Linked DNA regions of Zea mays: regions 1 and 2 are each linked to region 3. The links are chromatin contacts, called in public Hi-C maps. All regions are on one chromosome and are shown on one strand. The core of a region is the stretch at or near the end of the contact, and the rest is flanking DNA. Distances in the headings are between cores, read along the strand shown.

Region 1 (3,537 bases), core at 253-2,752, 420 kb before region 3:
AGGAGAGACCAAACAAATAAAACATAGAGAAAACCCCATCAAAACTGTAGAAGGCCTATTAACTCAAACTTATGTGACAACAACTCGTAAACACCACTTTAACCAAAATGGATCAGGACTAACCTAATAATTTCAAGCGGAATCTCTTGTACAAAGGACTTGAAGTATCAACTTTGAAGCCCATTTCTTCAAATAATTTCAGCTGCAGGGCACAGAATATTCAGCTAAGCAATAAACACTACATAGTTCATATGCTGCCAGCAGATCATGAGCAAATCTCACCTGGTCAAGAAAACCATCGTTTGGGCACGCCGACTCAGAAATCTCCTTCAGAGCTTCTAATGCTTCTGAAAAAAAGCAACATGAGTAAAATTCAATTATAGATGAAAAGATACATGTGCTCTTTCCAGGAAAAGAGAGTTCAGACCTTCAAGAGATTTCTGTTCTGCTCTCATAAGATAAGCAACAATGATGGAAGCGCTGCAGTAAATTTGAAATCAACCATGAATAAATATACAAAGATGCAAAAGGGAGTTGACAGTATTACACGTGAACAGTCTTGTGCTAACCAATTTACTAAATAGAAACGCTACATTGTTTTCCAATTCGCAATTGTCAAACAGGCATCGGCCTACTCCAAGTGGTTTGTGTCACAACTCACAAGCATTCAGTTCTTATCGCAAGACCAATTGGTTTGGTCAAAGTTCATATCTCCAAATCGCATTCGTGCTGCTATGTTATTACTACCGTGCCGAACCTAATGCCATTGTTAAACATGACTGCTCCGAAGTAGAGATCCTAAATGTACCCACAAAACGAAATCGAAAATGGCAACGATCCAGATGTCCTACCTCCTCGACACCCCAGCAAAGCAATGGACGAGGACATTCCCGACCTTCCTGCCCTCATCGATGAACTCAAGGCAGGGCTCGAGGCGGTCGAGCAGGTCCGCCTCCTCGGTGTCCCGCAGCGGCACGGCCATGCGCGTGACCCGCAGCCCGTGCCCGGCGCGCTCCACCACCCGCATCAGCGTCCCCGGGGGAACCGCGGCAGTCGGTGCCGCGCCCTCCTCGCCGGCGACTACGCGGAGGACCTCCTCGGTGGGGATCTCGAGGCCCGGGCGGCAATCGGTGATGAAGGAGATGGAGGCGGAGCTGACCACGGAGAGGACGTGGGTGAAGTCCGGCGTGGAGGAAGACTCCGTGAGGGCGGCAATGGCGTCTTTGATGCCGCCGAAGTAGAGCCGCTCGCGGACGAGGTACGGCATGGCGGCGGCCGGTGGAGGCACAAAGACCGCCGGTGAGAGTCAGTGAAATCTGCCGAGTAGACTAGTGGAGGAAGAGTGGAAGACCTAGTTTTTTTTCAACAATCCTGAGGCTGTTAGGATGCTGGATTAAAGCCGTTTTGACTGCAGAAAAAGCAAAAGCGGGTGAATTAAAATCGCAGCGAACTGTGTGGAACCGATGGACGAGGAGTCCTTACATCAACAACGTGACATCATCTAACAACATGGGGTGCATATAGAGCAAATCTCCTCTTGTCTTGTCTTTGCCGCTGGGTCGTGTTCTATACGTAGCATCCTGCCTGGCTAGCTCCATAGAATTGAACTGAATGGAATGGAAATAAAAGGCTGGCTGTGTTCTTGCACCTTTCACAGACAGCCTGCTGCTTTTGTCCATTTGTCACTGAGTTCTAATTTGGATAATCTAATATTGACCCAATCCACATATGTTGAGTTAGATTAGAGTCAATGCTGTTGAACACCAAAAGTGGCGGATGGTTCGGCCCTAGGGCCCGGACGGTCCGCGACCTCCCGATCAGATCAACTCAGGTGATTATTCTTATCTCGTGTGTGGTTATCCATTTAATCACGTGTGAGTTGTTGGCTATCTCCTAGAACAGGTCCAGACATCCTCTCCTATAAATATAAAGGGGTATGACCGATTGAGAACCACCGAATACATTTCCATCGAATCTATCCACTATATTTACTTTTTCTGCCCTAGGAGTAGATGTACCGTAGTTATAGTTGTAGCCTTTCGCATATTCACATCCACCCCTATTCGACTCTACGTCGTCTAGATCCGTCTTGATGGTCTGCCGACCCCAAGACGACCCTAGGATCTTACCCCTCCCGGGGGCAAGATCTAGTTGTTCATTCATAATACTATATCTCGGTTGTCTCTTAATTTATAGGTGACTCCATGTCGTTTGGGGACGTCCCGGGTGGCCTGTCGACCCAGAGTGCCCTAAGATCTCTCTCCAGGGGCAAGATCTAGATTCCAGCAAGGAGGAAGACGACCCTGCGCCATCGTGAACCGCCCGACCCTGTGCGCGGATCGTCCGGTGCGACGCAGGGAAGGCGCCGCTCCTGCACCTAGGTCGCGGACCGTCCGGCCCAGAGCCACGGACCGTCCGCGCCACAGAGGGCACCACTAGACGATACACCCCTAGTGATTAGCGTCCGGATCGGCGCCAACACACTTTTTGGTGACTCCGCTGGGGAACTGAAAGAGAAATAGGGTTAATATTTTTCTATAATTAATTTTGGTGGTTGATCGTCAACACGAACACATGGACTAACTAGTTTGCCAAGAATTCATGTATTACATGTGCATAAAAGTTCAACACAAACCAATAAATATTCAAGTTAGGGACCCAATTCAAAAGGAGCAAAAGGGACTTGAGTGTGCTGTGGTCTGGCGCACCAGACAGTGTCCGGTGCACCAGGACCGTACAAGGGTCAACCAACCACTCTCGGGAAAACACAGGTGCGCTCCGCTATAATTCACCGGACTGTCCGGTGAGCCAGCGGAGCAATGGCTACCTCCGCGCAACAGTCGACTCTGACAGCAGGAACAGTGCAGCACAGTGCGTGGCATAGGTCAGAGCAGCGGGTCAGAGGAGCACCGGACTGTCCGGTGCACCACCAGACTGTCCGGTGCCACAAGAAGACAAAGGCGCCAACGATCAACGGCCCAAGAACCCTAACGGTTGGGTGACGTGGCGGCGCACCGGACACTGAACAATAAGTGTCCGGTGCGCCCATCGACAGCAGCCTCCCCAACGGCTACCTTGGTGGTTGGAGGCTATAAATACCCCCAACCACCATAACTTCAAGCATCCAAGTTATCTGAACATCACATTCAATACAAGAGCTCTAGCATTCACTCCAAGACACAATACAAAAGATCAAATCCTCTTCGAGTCCCAAATTCACTCCAAACACTTAGTCTTTTTATAATTATGCAAAATGGGCTACAATTGTCTTTTTACAGATATTGTGGATGATTATTCTCGCTTCACTTGGGTATTCTTTTTGCAGGAAAAATCTCAAACCCAAGAGATCTTAAAGGGATTCTTAAGACAGGCTCAAAATGAGTTCGGATTAAGAATTAAAAAGATAAGAAGCAACAATGTGACGGAGTTCAAGAACTCTCAAATCGAAGCCTTTCTTGAGGAGGAGGGAATCAAGCATGAGTTCTCTTCTCCCTACACACCTCAACAAATGGTGTTGTGGAGAGAAAGAATAGAACT
Region 2 (3,059 bases), core at 178-2,677, 300 kb after region 3:
GACATTGGGCGCCGCCGTCCGGAAACCCACGTCGCACTGGAGCTCCACCTGGTGCGCCGCGCCGCGCGCTACCGCTGCCTCTTGTTGCACGGGGCCGGCACGTCGTTGGCCTCGGGCTGCTGCCGGTCGTCGCCGTCCGCCGCACTCGACCTGAGGCGCAGCCTGCGGAGCTCCCGGCGGGTCGGCTTGGAGCAGTACCCTGGGGCCTGGGGGCACGTTTCCCTTCGGCCACCGCGGCGGCGCGCGCTTCATCTCTTCTGTCGTTGTCGTTCTTGGTCGGAAGCCGGTCTCGTCAACAGAATTGCAGGAGATCCTGCGTTGGCGTGGTGGTCGGCTAGAACTATAGGTGTACATTTGGGCCGGGCCTGATAGGCCGGCTCGAAGCACGGGAAAAAAGCACGACCTAGGTACGACACAACTCGAAATAATTTAGTGCCGGGTCGGCACGGCCCGATATATCGGGCCAGGTCTGGGCCGAGGTCGCGGCCCATGGGCGGGCACGAGCACGGCCCGTTTAAGGCAGACACGAAATGGCCCATATAGAGGCACGAAAAGGCCCATATATTTATTAAAACCACACTTCATTCCACACTTTCATGTACTTGATAAAAAACATAAAGCTAGAGATAATGTTAGTTAGATGTTTTTTGTAGCTTTGAATTAGAGTATGTGATGTAATTTTATTATTGTTATGAACATTAGATAATGAAATAAACTTACGAACTATATATAGAGCTGATTATACTCTTTTTCTTTCTACAAAATGATTTGTAAACGAGGTAGTCATTGCATAGCTCTGGTAACTTAATACAAATATTAAGTTTGCTTTTGGTCAAATTTATTTGTCTTATCTCTTATTTATTTTAATAAATTTGTTTTGAATTTGAGGCTCTAATGTGAATTTCGGGCCAAAAACTAAATTTCGAGCCAAAAATTGAATTTCAGGCCGCCCGAAATAAGCCCGGCACGTTTAAGCAATTACGGACCATGGGCCGGCCCGGCACGGCCCGGAATTCAAACGGGCCAGACCGACCTAAAATTCAAACAATACGGGCTTTTTTGGGCTTGGGCCGGGCTGGGCCGGGCGGCCCGAATATACACGTATAGCTAGAACTCGAGGATTTTACGCGCGGGCGGGGCTGATACATATAGCGCGGGCGCTGTGTGTCCGAGTCCGAATATTTCGGAACGGCCGACGCGAGTTCGAACAGAATACGGGCGTGCTGCGTGCTGCGTGCTGGGCCTGGTAACCGCTCGTCTCATGACGCTGCTCAAGATTTTCTGATAAGCATGTTGGGCTGGGTTGGGTCAGGTGAACAATGAATGTTGAGAAGGGCTAAGGCCCATTGGGTGGTATCTCCGGTTGCCCAATTCGTCGTCATGGGCCGGCTACACCACACAGCCGAAGCAAAAATAGTAGTAACAAGTATGAAGGCTGAAGGAAACCAAATAAGCGAATGCCCAACAAAATTCTTCACCTGCTGCTTCCGTCGTCGTCTTCGATTCGAGCGGCGGCGCGGCTGTGAAGTAAGCGGGCGAGACGAGACGAGGGATCAACCTCGATGGGGAAGCAGAAGGGCCGCGCGTCCAGCAGCGGCATGGCGGCGTCGCTGGTACCGCACGCCCATGGCGCCGTCCCCACCGTCGGTTTCGGCGGCTACCATGGCGCCGTCCGTGTTGAGCCCGCTGCGCCCTCCGACCCAGACGCCCCGATTCGCCTTACCCCAGTATGCCCCCCTCTTTCTCTCTGTCTGTCTCTCCTTAGTTCACCACTAGTGGAATAGTTTTTCATACTAGCTTTGCGGGAGGGATACTTCGGTCCTAAATTCGGACAATCCTATCTACGCAGCCAGCATCTACTATTTACTAGTCCACTGTGATAGAAATTAGTCGAATTGGCTCTCAGTTTTAGCATCGGTAGAGAGTTGGACCTGGATTTGTAGGTGTAATAGCAGTGTAACACCTTATCTTTCATTCTATATGGTGTCATAACAACATGCTTCATGCTACACCTATCTGTTTTGAGTTCAGCAGCATCTAGGTTCACATGGCACCACCAACAGCCTCTGAGTTCAGTTCACTAGCGCTGGTTTTAGTTTGCCTCATTTTGTGGCTTCAGGCTCGTGGACATTCTGATACCTTATTTCTAATATTATATGTAGGATGTGGATGGTGAAGTACTCCAGAACCTAAAGAGGCTGGGAAGGAAAGATGCAACAACAAAGGTCAGATTGCTAGTCATATTCCTTTTGCAGGCCTTTGTTTTTCCCTCAATATATTGTATGTCAGATTCCTTTCACAGACATTTTTCCCTCACTATATTGTATAATAGCATTTCTGCTCTTGTGCTGATAATATTTAGTTAAGGTTCATTCACCATATCATTGTTTTCTGTCAAGTATCAATTCCCAAATTTTTATATATACCAAGAATTCAGTTCTTCTATCACACATTCATGCAATAAAAGGGAGTAGCTGTGCTGTCAAGTCTGAGGTTTCATCATTATCTTTCAGAGGAGATGCTACAGTTTCCTAATAATTTTTGTTTGTCCTACCATTTTCTTCCTAGAATGTCACATCTTTTCTGCATTGAAGAAAATGGAAAAAAACATCTATAACATTGCTGCGGTACTATGTGTTTTTTAAAGAAGTTGCTTTACTATGTGTTACCCTTCTCTTTTCTATTCTTGAATGCAGATCAAGGCCTTATCTACTCTCTCTATACTCTTTGGACAAAAACCTTGTGAGGAAGTTGTGCAGATTGTTCCACAATGGGTATTTTTTTCTTGATTCTCGATTTCTCTGCTGCATTTTTATCCTGATCTTATATTGTCATGGTCCTTATCAGAGTACAACTGGCAACTTTCTTATATGCCGTACTTTGTACTATTTTCATATCTTTATGAGAATCTGTCTAGTATCAAAGTAAATATTCATTATCTGGCATACACATATTTATATTATGGTATATATGGAAGTTTTTGTATCATAACCTAATGCTCTTTTGGAGCTCTGTTTCCTACAAATGGCAGTAAGGGCTTGTAGTCTTTTTGTGGTGTG
Region 3 (3,340 bases), core at 371-2,870:
CTGGTGTATTTAAGCTCATCCCAAACGGTGTATTTAAGCTCATCCCAAACTTAGTACCATATAGAAATGCAGATAGAAGATACATATTAAATGTGGTAGCCACTTATATTAAACGTTTTGATCTCTTTATTTTCTGCTTATTTGATTTCTTTATTATCTATTGCAAACAACCTACCATTGCTTGCAAAAATATACAACAACGACTCACTAATTTTTGTACTCCATAAATGAAGATATTATTATATTTCATATTCGAACTACATGTTCAAGCATGGACCCTGCACATCAAAGAAAAAACGAACAACAAATCTTTTAGGAACTAAAGATTTTCTCAGATCATCGGTAGCCTTTTAAGTTGTAGAATGTTTATTTTGTGTCCTCTATATAACTATATATGTCTGCTCAGCTCTTTTGAAGACATTTCGTGTAAATATTGCAACAAACATATTAGTTCTTGGCATAGCTTATATAAGCCTGTTCTGTTCTATATTGTCTTGCTTTGTTCTGTATTAACTGGCAATATATTAATTAAAACAAGTATAAAATAATCAACTTTATAAACAATATAGCATCTTCCATATCAAAATTACAAATCATTTCCCAAAAACATTAAGGCCCCGTTTGTTTCGTTTGTTTCGTTGGAATTGAATTCCATTTCAATAATTATAATTTAGACAAAACTAATTAAGTTTATATATTTATATATGTAATATATTTGTATATTATTCTAAATCATATGAGAGAGATAGTTATATACTACATTTATGTTATAGCGAAGCAAATAGAAGAGTGTGCTATAATTTGTACATCGGAAAAATAGCATGTAAATCTATAGAATCAATTTCCATCTCTCATCCTATAAATTTGAGATAGACTTATATGATAACTTTGGAAAGTGGTAGAATGTCACATACTAAAAAAATAGTTTATTTCATTAGTAAAATTCCAATTCCTCAAAATAAAAGAAAACAGACGGGACCTAAGAGGTTGTTTAGATCATATGAGCTAAAACAAAAGTGACTATAATTTAGTCACGTAAAAAAATAACTTAGTTACTTTTAGCTCTTCGTATCTAGATCTTTAGCTCTGACTAACTTTAGTCAATTTTATTTTAGCTCCTAGATCAAACATGTACTAAGGCTATCTTCAATAAATCGTATAAAGGGTCATACAAATTACTATTTTGTACTGTAGATACATTATTTAAAGGGCATGTTTGGTTCAGCTTTTTTCTGACCAGCTTTTCTGAAAATCTGGCTGTGGAGAAAATTTAGCTGTGGGGAGAATCTGAGTATTATTACGATTACGTGTGGAGGAAGATAAAGTTGTTCATAGGCTCAGGATCTAGAAAGTGATGGATTCCTACTATTACAACGACTCAATCGATTATGTGTTTATGTAGATTTTGGATGGTTTTTGCCCCCAACGAATTTTATAGAAACTGACTGAAAAACTGAGCGTTTGGCAGTACGCAGCAGCTTTTGGTGGCCAAAAGCTGCCACAAGCCGAAACAAACAGGGAAAAGTGGGGATTTAAATATGGAATGAGACCGGTAGGCAAGGAGTTTGCTCCAGATAGGACGAGACGATGGTAACTTAAGCCTACTTTGCTCGCTGCGGCGATGCCACGATGGCGCCACGCTCTTCCACCTTCCTCTCCCGCGTCGCCGACGCCGCGCGCCCGCTCTCTGTCTCCGCTCGTCCCCGTCTCTCACCGTCCTGTCCCTCTCACACCGCCGCCGCGCCCGCCTTCAGCCCGCCCGCCTTCCACACGCACCTCGCATCCGTCGCGTCGCACCTCCCCTCCCTCCTAGCCGCTCTCTCCCGCGCCCGCGCCGCGCGGCTCCCGCTCCTCCCGGTCACCCGCGCGCTTGCCGCCTCAGCGCTCCTCCGCCACGGTCGTCTACCCGATGCCCTCGCACACTTCAGTCTCCTCCCGGATTCTGACCCCACCGCTCCTTTACCCGTACCGCTATGCAATTCCCTTCTCTCAGCGCTAGCGTCGTCCACTGGGTCTCTCGGCCACGCGCGCAAGGTGTTCGATAGAATGCTGGCAGGAGCTGTCGAGCTGAACACCGTTGGGTTCGGGGTGTTTGTTAATGCCGCAGGTAGGAAAGATGACGGACTGGCTGAGGTCCTGCGCCTGGTGGATGTGGTGGGCTGTCAAGGGAGACGGGTTAACAGGTCGGTTGTGGTGGCAATGCTTGTGGACGGTATGTGTAGGGAGGGACGAATTGAGGATGCTTGGCGTGCTATGGATGAGATGAGGCTACGTGGGTGGAAACCAGATTTCTTGGCATATAGGATTGTGGCCGAGGGGTTTAGGGTACAGGGGAGGGTGGAAGAGGAAGGAAGGATCTTGAAGCAGAAGAGGAAGCTTGGTGTTGCGCCTAGAAAGGATGAGTACAGGGAATGTGTGCTTGTGTTGGTGTCCAACAGGCTGTTTAGAGAAGCGAAGGAGATTGCCGAGGCGGTTGTGTTGGGAGATTTCCCAATTGATGATGATGTGCTGAACATTTTGGTTGGTTCAGTGTCTGAGATTGATGTCGATGGTGCTGCCATGTTCTGCAAGTTCATGATGGGGAAGGGGAGGTTTCCAAGTACTGAGATGCTTGCACACCTTTGCGAGAGTCTTTGCAAAAGTGGGAAGGGCGACGAAATGTGGGAGATTTTGAGGGTGCTTTTGGACAAGGGGTATTGTAGGAATGCAAGGGGTTACCATTTGGTGGTGTCATTCTTAGGGAAGGCTGGAAAGGTTAGGGAGGCATATGATGTGCTCAAGGAGGTGAAAAAAAAGAGGCTAGAGCCTGACATTTCATCATATAACTCCCTTATGGAAGCGCTGTGTAGAAATGACCTTCTTAGGCCAGCCAAGAAGTTGTGGGATGAGATGTTTACCAGTGGGTGTAGCCCAAATCTGCAGACATACAATATACTCATAACAAAATTTACAGAAATGGGTGAAAGCCAAGAGGTCCAACAACTCTTTGACCATATGTTCCAGAAAGGTGTGGCCCCAGATGGTGCAACATACACGTCCTTCATCAATATGTTGTGCCAGGAAAATAAATATGAACGGGCCCTGGAGGTCTTTAATAAATCTTGGATGCAGGATGCTGGAGTGGCTAGTTTTGTGCTGAGTAGTTTTATACTTGCACTCTGCAAACAAGGTACACTTAGCAAATGAAGTTTCGGCTGCTCTTAATTGCTTTTTATAACTCAATCTAAATAATAGCCACTACATGTTTCTTGCAGGTAATTTCAAAGCAGCATTGAGTGTTATGTGTAATGTTCCATCTAATGTTGAGAACTTGAACTCACACATCATCTTGCTGAAGCAT

Evidence for each region. A called contact is a pair of places that touch in the nucleus more often than the background predicts.
Region 1: a contact with region 3 is called in a Hi-C map of endosperm, with 4 times the contacts expected there. The contact joins the promoter of LOC100191164 here to the promoter of LOC100216732 in region 3. A contact is called at or near these places in 3 of 25 Hi-C or Micro-C datasets (ear, endosperm and tassel).
Region 2: a Hi-C map of ear shows a contact between it and region 3, with 3 times the contacts expected there. The contact joins the promoter of LOC103647118 here to the promoter of LOC100216732 in region 3. A contact is called at or near these places in 8 of 25 Hi-C or Micro-C datasets (bundle sheath, ear, endosperm and 2 more).

The regions. Positions count from the first base shown.
Region 1 is chr2:152,400,244-152,403,780 of Zm-B73-REFERENCE-NAM-5.0, reverse strand. It overlaps LOC100191164 (putative inactive dual specificity protein phosphatase-like), which reads right to left and starts at 1,502. Exons shown (of 6, transcript NM_001136599.1): 1 at 852-1,502; 2 at 428-480; 3 at 283-347; 4 at 124-202. The coding sequence starts at 1,267.
Region 2 is chr2:151,681,038-151,684,096 of Zm-B73-REFERENCE-NAM-5.0, reverse strand. It overlaps LOC103647118 (E3 ubiquitin-protein ligase listerin), which reads left to right and starts at 1,427. Exons shown (of 15, transcript XM_008671676.3): 1 at 1,427-1,727; 2 at 2,163-2,225; 3 at 2,697-2,774. The coding sequence starts at 1,563.
Region 3 is chr2:151,976,934-151,980,273 of Zm-B73-REFERENCE-NAM-5.0, reverse strand. LOC100216732 reads left to right here and starts at 1,620. Exons shown (of 3, transcript NM_001367563.1): 1 at 1,620-3,169; 2 at 3,255-3,340. The coding sequence starts at 1,630.